3 separate regions of the Zea mays genome follow, and regions 2 and 3 are each linked to region 1. Evidence: chromatin contacts called from public Hi-C data. All regions are on one chromosome and are shown on one strand. The core of a region is the stretch at or near the end of the contact, and the rest is flanking DNA. Distances in the headings are between cores, read along the strand shown.

Region 1 (2,868 bases), core at 217-2,716:
GCACCACCCTTTCAAAATGCTTCAGAAACCGAATCATATCAAAAACAGATTTGAAATGATCTTTCAAGTCACTATTCAAACTTTCACTTAATTGGGTGCTTCTCATTCCCAATGTATAGACATCTTTCATGTAGCATTCAGCCCACTTTTCCTTAAGCTTGTAGATACTGTCCAACCATGTTTGCTTGTGCATCTTGCTCCTTAGGGCGTTAAATGCATCTTCAAATTTTTCTCTATCTTCATACTCAAACATGCATGCACTAAAATCAGATAGTAAATGTGAGCCTTCATTCTCAGGCTGAGGTAAATGTTTGACAACATTTTGCATTATGTGGAAGGAACATAATCCATGCCATGCCTCAATGAACACTTTTTCAACTGCCTTACCCATTGCACTATCCTGATCAGTAAATATTGTACGAGGTTGCTTGTCATTGTGGGCTTTTAAAAAGGTCTCAAACAACCACTTGAAGGACTCAAACGTTTCGTCATACATAAGAGCTGCACCAAAAACTACTGTTTCTCTAAAATGGTTGAATCCAACTAATATTTCTTTGTGATGACATCAAGTGGAGTGTTTCTGGTGGGTAAAGAGCATGATTGTGGTCTAAAATAAGATCAGACACTTCATAATCTCCTATCTCTCGATCTAGAATAAGGCTCATTCGTACTGGACATTTAGTTCTAGTTTCAGCTCGCGGCCGTTTTACAAGATGACTTCTTTTATCTTGTTTCCGCTGACCCTCTTTCGCACAAACAAATCTAAATGATCTCACTATTCCATCAGATTTTCTTTTGTTTGCATATCTCTTTCTAACCTCAAAACCAATGTTACCTCCATATGTATTCCAAAAATTCCAAGCCTCTGCCTCATCTTGAAACTTCATACCAATTTCAGGCACCATAACAGGAAGTACGTCATGTCTAAAACATCAAGAGCGGGGTATTAGTTTTCCTTATGAGCGATAAAAAAAATAGAAGAACAACAAACATAAGAGTTGTGTCTTTGACCTGCTGCCTCCAGGATCATCTCCCACCTCTCCATTCTTAACAAGAGCTACAGATTGTCTAAAAATAGAGAACAAGCTAGCAGCTTAGCAGTCTTCGTAAACTATAAAAAAATCAGAATAAGAATAATAAGTATGATAGTTGTATTATTTACCTTTTGTCTTCTTGGTAATTCTTGTTTGGATCTTCTTCCATTAGGGATGTTATCTCAGCGTGAGAAAGAGAAAAGGAAGAAGAGATAGAGCTCAGGTTGCAGAATGGAGATTTCTGGCGCCAAAACAGAGTAAGAAGGAGGCATTTTCCCTCCATACAGCAATAAATGCAGGTCTTTCCCTTCACTTCGCCTATCTCCCGTAGCAGCATGTTTTAGCAGCCGTCCGATTCATCCAACGGTAGAGAGCAGCTGAGTGCGTGCTCTACCTTCAAAGGGCGAAGGCAGCCGATCTCAATCCCGATTCCCCATCTCGCCCTGCCCGCCGAAGAGCGCGCAAGCACCACCGTCCCGGCAGCGCGGAGATCGGTCCACTCCATCCACGCGGCGTCAGGCGAGCGGGGCGCACGGACGCTGCGACCGGTAAGTTACCTCGGTTTTCATTCGGGGGTCAGCGGGTCTGCAGCTCCGTCCGGCGGCCGGGGGCGGTTCTAGGGTTAGATTGTGACGACCCGTGGCCACGACGCGCCTACGCCGGACGTGAGCCGAGCAGTGGATCGCCGGTGAGCGTGTCGGCGATGGCGAGGAAGACGCTGGATCAGCCGGAGGGCTGCTAGGTTTGTGGTTTTCTATTCCAGATGGTAGATAGTGTTCACCGTTCGGCGTCCCGGCTCTCAGTCTCTGTTTCCTCCAGTCCGGCTGCTTCCTCCAGTCCGGCAGTGTCTGCCGTGACATCTCCCCCGGCCTCAGGTGTTGCTTGGCCCCAAGCAACTGCTTCAGGAAAGCGATGCTTCAACACCGTGTAGTCTTCTCATGTGGTGGCAGCAGGGTCGAGATTCTTCCACCTGATGAGCACCTGGACGATTGCCTTGTGTCCCTTTTTTACCATGCGACGATCGAGCACCTGAAGGGGTTCAGTCCCTTGGACCGACAGATCTGTTAGAGTGGGGAGCTCAGTAAACACAGGAGTATAGTTTGGAGTAAATGGTTTCAACTGAGAGACGTGGAAGACTGGATGAATTTGAGAAGTTGCTGGAAGATCTAGTTTGTAAGCAACTGCGCCTAGTTTCTGAAGAACTGAAAATGGCCCATAGTAACGGTATGCAAGCTTGGGACAAATACGCTTGGCCACTGTGTGCTGAGTGTATGATTGGAGCTTGAGCAGAACTTGATCCCCAACTTGGAACTGACGGTCGATCCGGTGTTTGTCGGCCTGAATTTTCATACGGTTGCGAGCCACTGCGAGATGCTGTTTGAGTCTGTCAGTCTGCACTTCCCTGTCCCACAGAAAATCTTCAGCTGTTGGGTCTGGTTTGGCCGCAGACGCTGGAAGAAAAGAGCAGTCTGGATCATAGCCATAGATTGCCTTGAATGGGGAGCATCCTAAGGATGTATGGAAGGATGTATTATACCAGAATTCGGCTAACGCCAACCATCGTTTCCATTTCTTTGGAGTTTCAGCAACTGCACAGCGGAGATACATCTCGAGGCATTGGTTTACTCTCTCGCTCTGGCCATCGGTTTGAGGGTGGTAGGCTGTGCTGAGGAGTAGCTTAGTGTTGAACCGAGTGAACAAGTGTTGCCAGAGGTTGCTTGTAAAGATCCGGTCTCAATCTGAAACAATCGTTTTCGGAAGGCCATGTAACTTAATCACCTGATCCAGCAATTCCTGGGCCACTTGCAAGGCAGAGAATGGGTGTTTCAAGGGT
Region 2 (2,868 bases), core at 124-2,623, 190 kb after region 1:
TTTGGGCCTTTGATTGCGCCTTGGTAGGGGACGCCCAACTCTATATGGTTGGTGGGTCTCTGTCACACACTCTCATACTACACTGTAAATAAAAAGGGTGGGGTCCGGCGGCTCAGATGACGTAGTTCGCTAGAGCCGTACTCCTCACCGACAAACCCTAACATCGATCTGAGAGAGGGTGCGCAACCAGTGACGCGAAGACACCGTCACAACCTCGCTGCACCGACCTTCATCACGAACCTGATGGCGGACGGATCTGCATCCTCCAACACGCCTGCGCTTCCCACGGACCGTAACAATCTAATGTTGTTTTTTCCAAGAAATTAGGAACGCGAAATTACTCGATAAAAAACAGATTACCCCACTAGTCTACTCCTAGAGATCTTGTGATTCTAACATTACTATGTATCCATTTCCTTTGCCTTTGCACTTGGAGACTATGAGATGTTGGCAGCGTTCTCAATTTCTACGTACCCTTTCCTAATCCCTACGGGTGGCTGAATAGCGGTTTGACAGGTTATTGGATAGAGTGTACAATCTGTGACAGGTTCTTGGATAGAGTATACAATCGGTGCCTGAAAAATAAAGCCTGATCTGGAACCCATAGACTTGTATCTTCCACGGTTTGACTTCGACATTATATTAGTAATCGACCCTTTTTTTTCTTCTTTCAATTATCGCGACCAATGTTTCGCTTTGTTTTTCAGAAACAAGTGACCTGGTCTAGTGAACACAAGAACCTGTATATACAGCTTCTTATATTCCTTGTCATTATGGAGGCCAGGAGGGGTCCGAGTCGGAGATCTATTATCACTTGACCATATAAACCTACCTTAATTACAACGACTGAGTGAACATAACAGGTTCAGAACTCATGTGTTTGGTTGCCTATATTTGCTGGTGCTTACATCGCGAGATGCAATGAGCTATTGTTTGATTGTTGTCAACCAGACTCTACGCGTGTAAGGTGTGTGTTTGGTTACCTGCGTGCAGATATGGAGTCAGACTCGTATGATACTTAAAGTTAAAGCACCATGAGCCAGGCTCTACAGACGCGGGCAAATTGGCCGCATTTTTGGAGCCAGGCTCGCGCCGACCTGACTCATACAGCCGGGCTATCGGAAGAAGCCAACCAAACATGCGGAACATGAATGGAAACAGGATTGTAAATCCAACCTCAGAGGCATTTTTTACCGTCACCTTGTTGTTGTTTGAACTTTGAAGTGTTAGCGTCTCGTTGTTGTTAAACTTTAAAAGCCATCCTAAACCGTCACAGCAGGCATCCCTTTCGCAGAATCTGAAAATCGCGAGAGCGCCGAACCCGAACAAACATGATCCGTTTCCTTATCCCCTTGGAGCAGAGGAGGAGCAGCATAGCATAACCCGGGAGCTCGCTCTCGCTCCCCCCTCCCCCTCCCTCCCCTTTTGACCCTCCCTCACCAGCTGCAAAACCGCGGGCCGCATCCCGCCCGCGCCGCCCACCGGCGGCCACAGCCGCCTACATAAACCACTAATCGACCACTCGCCGAACCAAACCACCCACCCACCCAAACCCAATGGCGTCCAACCTCCTCTCCGCCCCGTCCCGAACCCTAGCTCCGTCGCCGGCGCCGGCCCCCGCGGGCCTCCGCGGGCGTGTGCCGGTGCAGGCGCACCTCCCGCGCGGCGGCCTCGGCCTCGCCCCCCGCCGCAGCAGCCGCGCGCTCCGCGTGCGCGCGTCGGTGGCGATCGAGAAGGAGACGCCGGAGAGCGAGCCGCCCCCGACGTTCCTCCGCGAGGACGGGCACGGGTCCGGGTCCGTGCGGGCGCGGTTCGAGGCCATGATCCGGCGGGTGCAGGGGGAGGTCTGCGCCGCGCTCGAGGAGGCCGACGGCGGCGGCGCGCGCTTCGTCGAGGACGTCTGGTCGCGCCCTGGCGGGGGCGGTGGCATCAGCCGCGTCCTGCAGGACGGCCGCGTCTTCGAGAAGGCCGGGGTCAACGTCTCCGTCGTCTACGGGGTCATGCCGCCCGACGCCTACCGCGCCGCCAAGGGGGAGGCCGCCAAGAACGGGGCCGCCGCCGCGGATGGCCACAAGCCTGGCCCCGTGCCATTCTTCGCCGCGGGGATTAGTTCGGTAAATGTCTTTCCTGCTGCATTGACTAGACGATTGACGAACCTGTACCTGTAGACCTGTTGGCACCTTAGCATTTTTTTTTGTCTGTTTTGGCTTCCTGAGCGCAGTCATAGTGTACATATTCCCATTTTTTGTTTCTAGATATTGCTCATTGCATACTATAATCAGATAATGACCCTATTGTAGCTATATGGTTCATCTTTTCACTGCTATGACTTGAAATGCATAGTTTTCTTTAGATACCCTGCTATTGTAGCTCGTTTGTTCTACTATACTTGATGTGTACCTAGGGGTGACAATGTGCTCTAAATTTTGCATTATAAGATTTAAGGATCGGATCGTATTAGGATCGGACCCTATTTCTATTCATTTTTGAACTAAAATTTATTTAGGGCCCTACCATTTTGTGAATAAGCATTTGGATCGCGATCCATTACCACCCCTATGTGTACCATGCCTTTTGGTTTGTTATAATGATAATGCTGCTCTTCTACTATTCATGTTTATGAAATTTTTAGTCAATTTAGGCAATACATTAGTCTTCTAGTGTTAACCTATGATACATGGACTAAAGATAGTTTTACTTTTTTTTCTCCAGGTGCTTCACCCCAAGAACCCATTTGCTCCAACATTGCATTTTAACTACCGTTACTTTGAGACGGATGCACCAAAAGGTATCCTTCTATCGTAGTAAATCCTGAAGTATTATGATGCAATTAATATCCTGCACACTGACTGGATTTTGTGCTTCAAT
Region 3 (2,868 bases), core at 111-2,610, 130 kb before region 1:
TGCCGAACAGACGCTTCATGTCCAATGTGCATACCATACTATTTCTAGTCTAATGCTCTAATTCTAGGACACAACAAACTTCACAGGCATCATGTATGTCATGTTCTACTTTGTTAAGACTTAACAATAATCTATAAAACAATTGTTATGATAATGGTGAGTCAAAACCTGCACTTATGATTCTGCTTAAAGTTCTTCTTGTATCTTTACATAAAGTTCCATTTGTGAAAAAAGATACAAATACAAATCAGTCCATAAATGAAAATATATGTACCAACTCACTATTTTTTCCATAATTCACCAACAGGTTCAAGAAGGACACATGAGTATCCGAGAAAAAACTCCCAAGAAATCTTCCCAAAACTGAATGTTGCCTTCTACCATCAACAACCTTTGAAGTTCTAGGGTGTTTATTTTTGTATGTTCTCTACAATTATGTGTATATATATATATATTCATCCTTTTCAAGACAATTTTTATAAATATAACAACTTGATTTCAAATGTTGAAACACGATAATTTACCTAACTCTATTTAGATGAGTATATGTATATCTTGCTCAAAATGTTATCACTTATACTACAATTTTTGCCCACGCGCGCAGGTCGTCTGCGCGCGCCAGTTACTAGTATTATCTATATGAAACCAGCTCAACGGTAGTACATGGGTGTAAGCAATCTCTCCCTAAAACAACAAAAGGCGCGGGAACGGCATACTGCTTTGTCCAGCTAGTCTAACGAAACAGCAGTTGTTAGACTGTCTCTATTAGAGCATAGGAAATAGAAGACACGGAATTATATATAGCATTGTTGTAGAGAGAAGTTTAAAATAGAGTATAAAATAGATATATGTTGGAGAATGGAGATATTCTTATTGTGTTCAGTCGTGCGCCGTTGTTGCTCTGGTAGATTCGGACAAGCAGACACGCGCTAGCTACAAGCGTACTCCATGTCCTTGACAGCCTAGCGACTATTGCGCTCACTTTATTATCTTCCCTACTTCCTGGTGTTTGGTTTCACCTGATTCTTTGTCACATCAAATATTTGAATGATAATTATACATAAAACTAATTGCACATATCAAGACTAAAAAGTGAGATAAACTTACTAAACCTAATTAAGTCTATGTAAAATACTTATAATTAATATCTAAATATTTGATATGATACGAACGCACGGAAATAAACAAACAGCCTTTCGTGGTTAGTGGCTACGAAACAACAACAACTTTTCATTTTCTTTTGGTGCGCGTAGCAATAATGGGCGACGCGTTGGAGCTGTTGCTGGTTGACTTGTTGAGAGTCTCTGGGATCGCTCGTCGGCTTGCCCCCCTGTGGGCCGAGCTGTGGTGGATGGTAGCCTGCCGGCCTGGGGTGGCCGATCGGCTGGTCCTGCTTGGTCGGTCGTGGCTTGGGCCCACGTGTGCACGTCCTAGGATATCCTCGCCGGAGCCCGGCCACACGAGAGACGAGACCCGTGGGCCACGGAGCGGGTCATGTGACACGTGCGCGCGCCGCACAGGAGGTGTAGAATAATCGAGTGTATTGAATTTCAGTGGTAACGAGACATAGAGAATGGAGAGAATGACAGACAACGTTTGTATTCCAGAGATCATTACACTTATATACAAGTGAAGGGGTGTATCCCAAGGGGTGTGTCCCTTGGGGAAAAATGTCGCACCCCTTGGATTGATCACATATGTAATATTTTGTAACACTCCCGCTTGATCAATCCAACTTCATTTGATGATCTGTCAGCTGTTCTTTCAAGATCTTATCTCATCAAAAACCCTGTGGGAAAAAATATGGAGTACACAATGTCTTTTGGATAATGAGAATAATCTCACTCGAACTCCAAAAGAAAATATGCTTGTAATCATCATTCATAAAAACCCCCATGGGGAAAAATCAATGATGAAGCATATAGCTTAGTTGATATTACCTCGTTAAAAACTTTGGATGAGAAAACCTTACAAGGCAAAACTCATACAAAGAAAAGAGTGTAATATGATGGTACAAAACAGGTCAAATATCATGGAGAATTACTCCCCCTGATCCTTGCAAGCACTTAAGTCTTCTCATACCAATCACCTCAACACAATTCTGAAAACGTTGAGTATGGTAGAGATTTTGTGAATAGATCGGCAAGATTATCACAAAACTTTGTTTGCAAGATGGATAATACAATTTAGGAGCAATATGCTTATTAATGTTGCTCTTGATATAACCTGTTTCCATCTGAACAACACAAGCTCAATTATCCTTATAGATAATTGTCGGTGGTTCAATTGAACCATGGTATAACATTATTCTCCCATGGACATCTAGCCCAAAGAACACTAATATGTCTACAACCATCATCTCAAAAACCCCGTGGGGAAAATAAATGATGAGACATAACTCAGGCTAATATTTCTCCAAGATAATCTATTCAGAAAATCTGAGAAATCAACATATTAGCCGAGTCTCCTTAAAAACCCAATGGGAAAAATAAGGAGAGTAGTCATACTCTATTGTTGATCCATTTGAACTCTAGGGAGATAAGCCCATAACCTAGTTCAAATGCAACAATAGCTATGTCATAATGTATCATCCTTGAAAACCTCCATGGGAAAATAGATGATACGACATAGGCCTTGTGTTGATGTTGTCTCGTTAAAAACTTTGAATGAGAAACCCAAACAGGGGGAAAACTCATGCAAAGAAAAGAGTACAACATGATGCAGAAACAAGTTCTTCAGATCAAGAGGAAAACTCCCCCTGATCTTTGCAAATCACTAAGACATACCATACCTGTTCTCAAACACATTTAAAATGTGTAGTAAGGTAGAGACTTAGTTCGTAACTTGTTTTTCATCTAAACAACACAA

What was found. A called contact is a pair of places that touch in the nucleus more often than the background predicts.
Region 2: a Hi-C map of leaf shows a contact between it and region 1, with 6 times the contacts expected there. The contact joins the promoter of LOC100500945 here to the promoter of LOC100192795 in region 1. A contact is called at or near these places in 4 of 25 Hi-C or Micro-C datasets (ear, endosperm, leaf and 1 more).
Region 3: a contact with region 1 is called in a Hi-C map of ear, with 4 times the contacts expected there. The contact joins the enhancer-like site here to the promoter of LOC100192795 in region 1. A contact is called at or near these places in 2 of 25 Hi-C or Micro-C datasets (ear and tassel).

Annotation. Positions count from the first base shown.
Region 1 is chr2:11,246,737-11,249,604 of Zm-B73-REFERENCE-NAM-5.0, reverse strand. LOC100192795 reads left to right here and starts at 1,466. Exons shown (of 5, transcript NM_001137988.1): 1 at 1,466-1,582.
Region 2 is chr2:11,059,943-11,062,810 of Zm-B73-REFERENCE-NAM-5.0, reverse strand. It overlaps LOC100500945 (necrotic4), which reads left to right and starts at 1,373. Exons shown (of 8, transcript NM_001195848.1): 1 at 1,373-2,114; 2 at 2,713-2,788. The coding sequence starts at 1,557.
Region 3 is chr2:11,377,978-11,380,845 of Zm-B73-REFERENCE-NAM-5.0, reverse strand. It overlaps the pseudogene LOC100383903. Among protein-coding and RNA genes, the nearest start is that of LOC103645961, 30 kb to the left of the region's middle. Within about 2 kb of position 1,360, at least 17 of the 20 cell types and tissues checked have an H3K27ac peak or open chromatin away from gene starts, as enhancers often do. A contact at or near this core is called in ear and tassel, where this site is marked.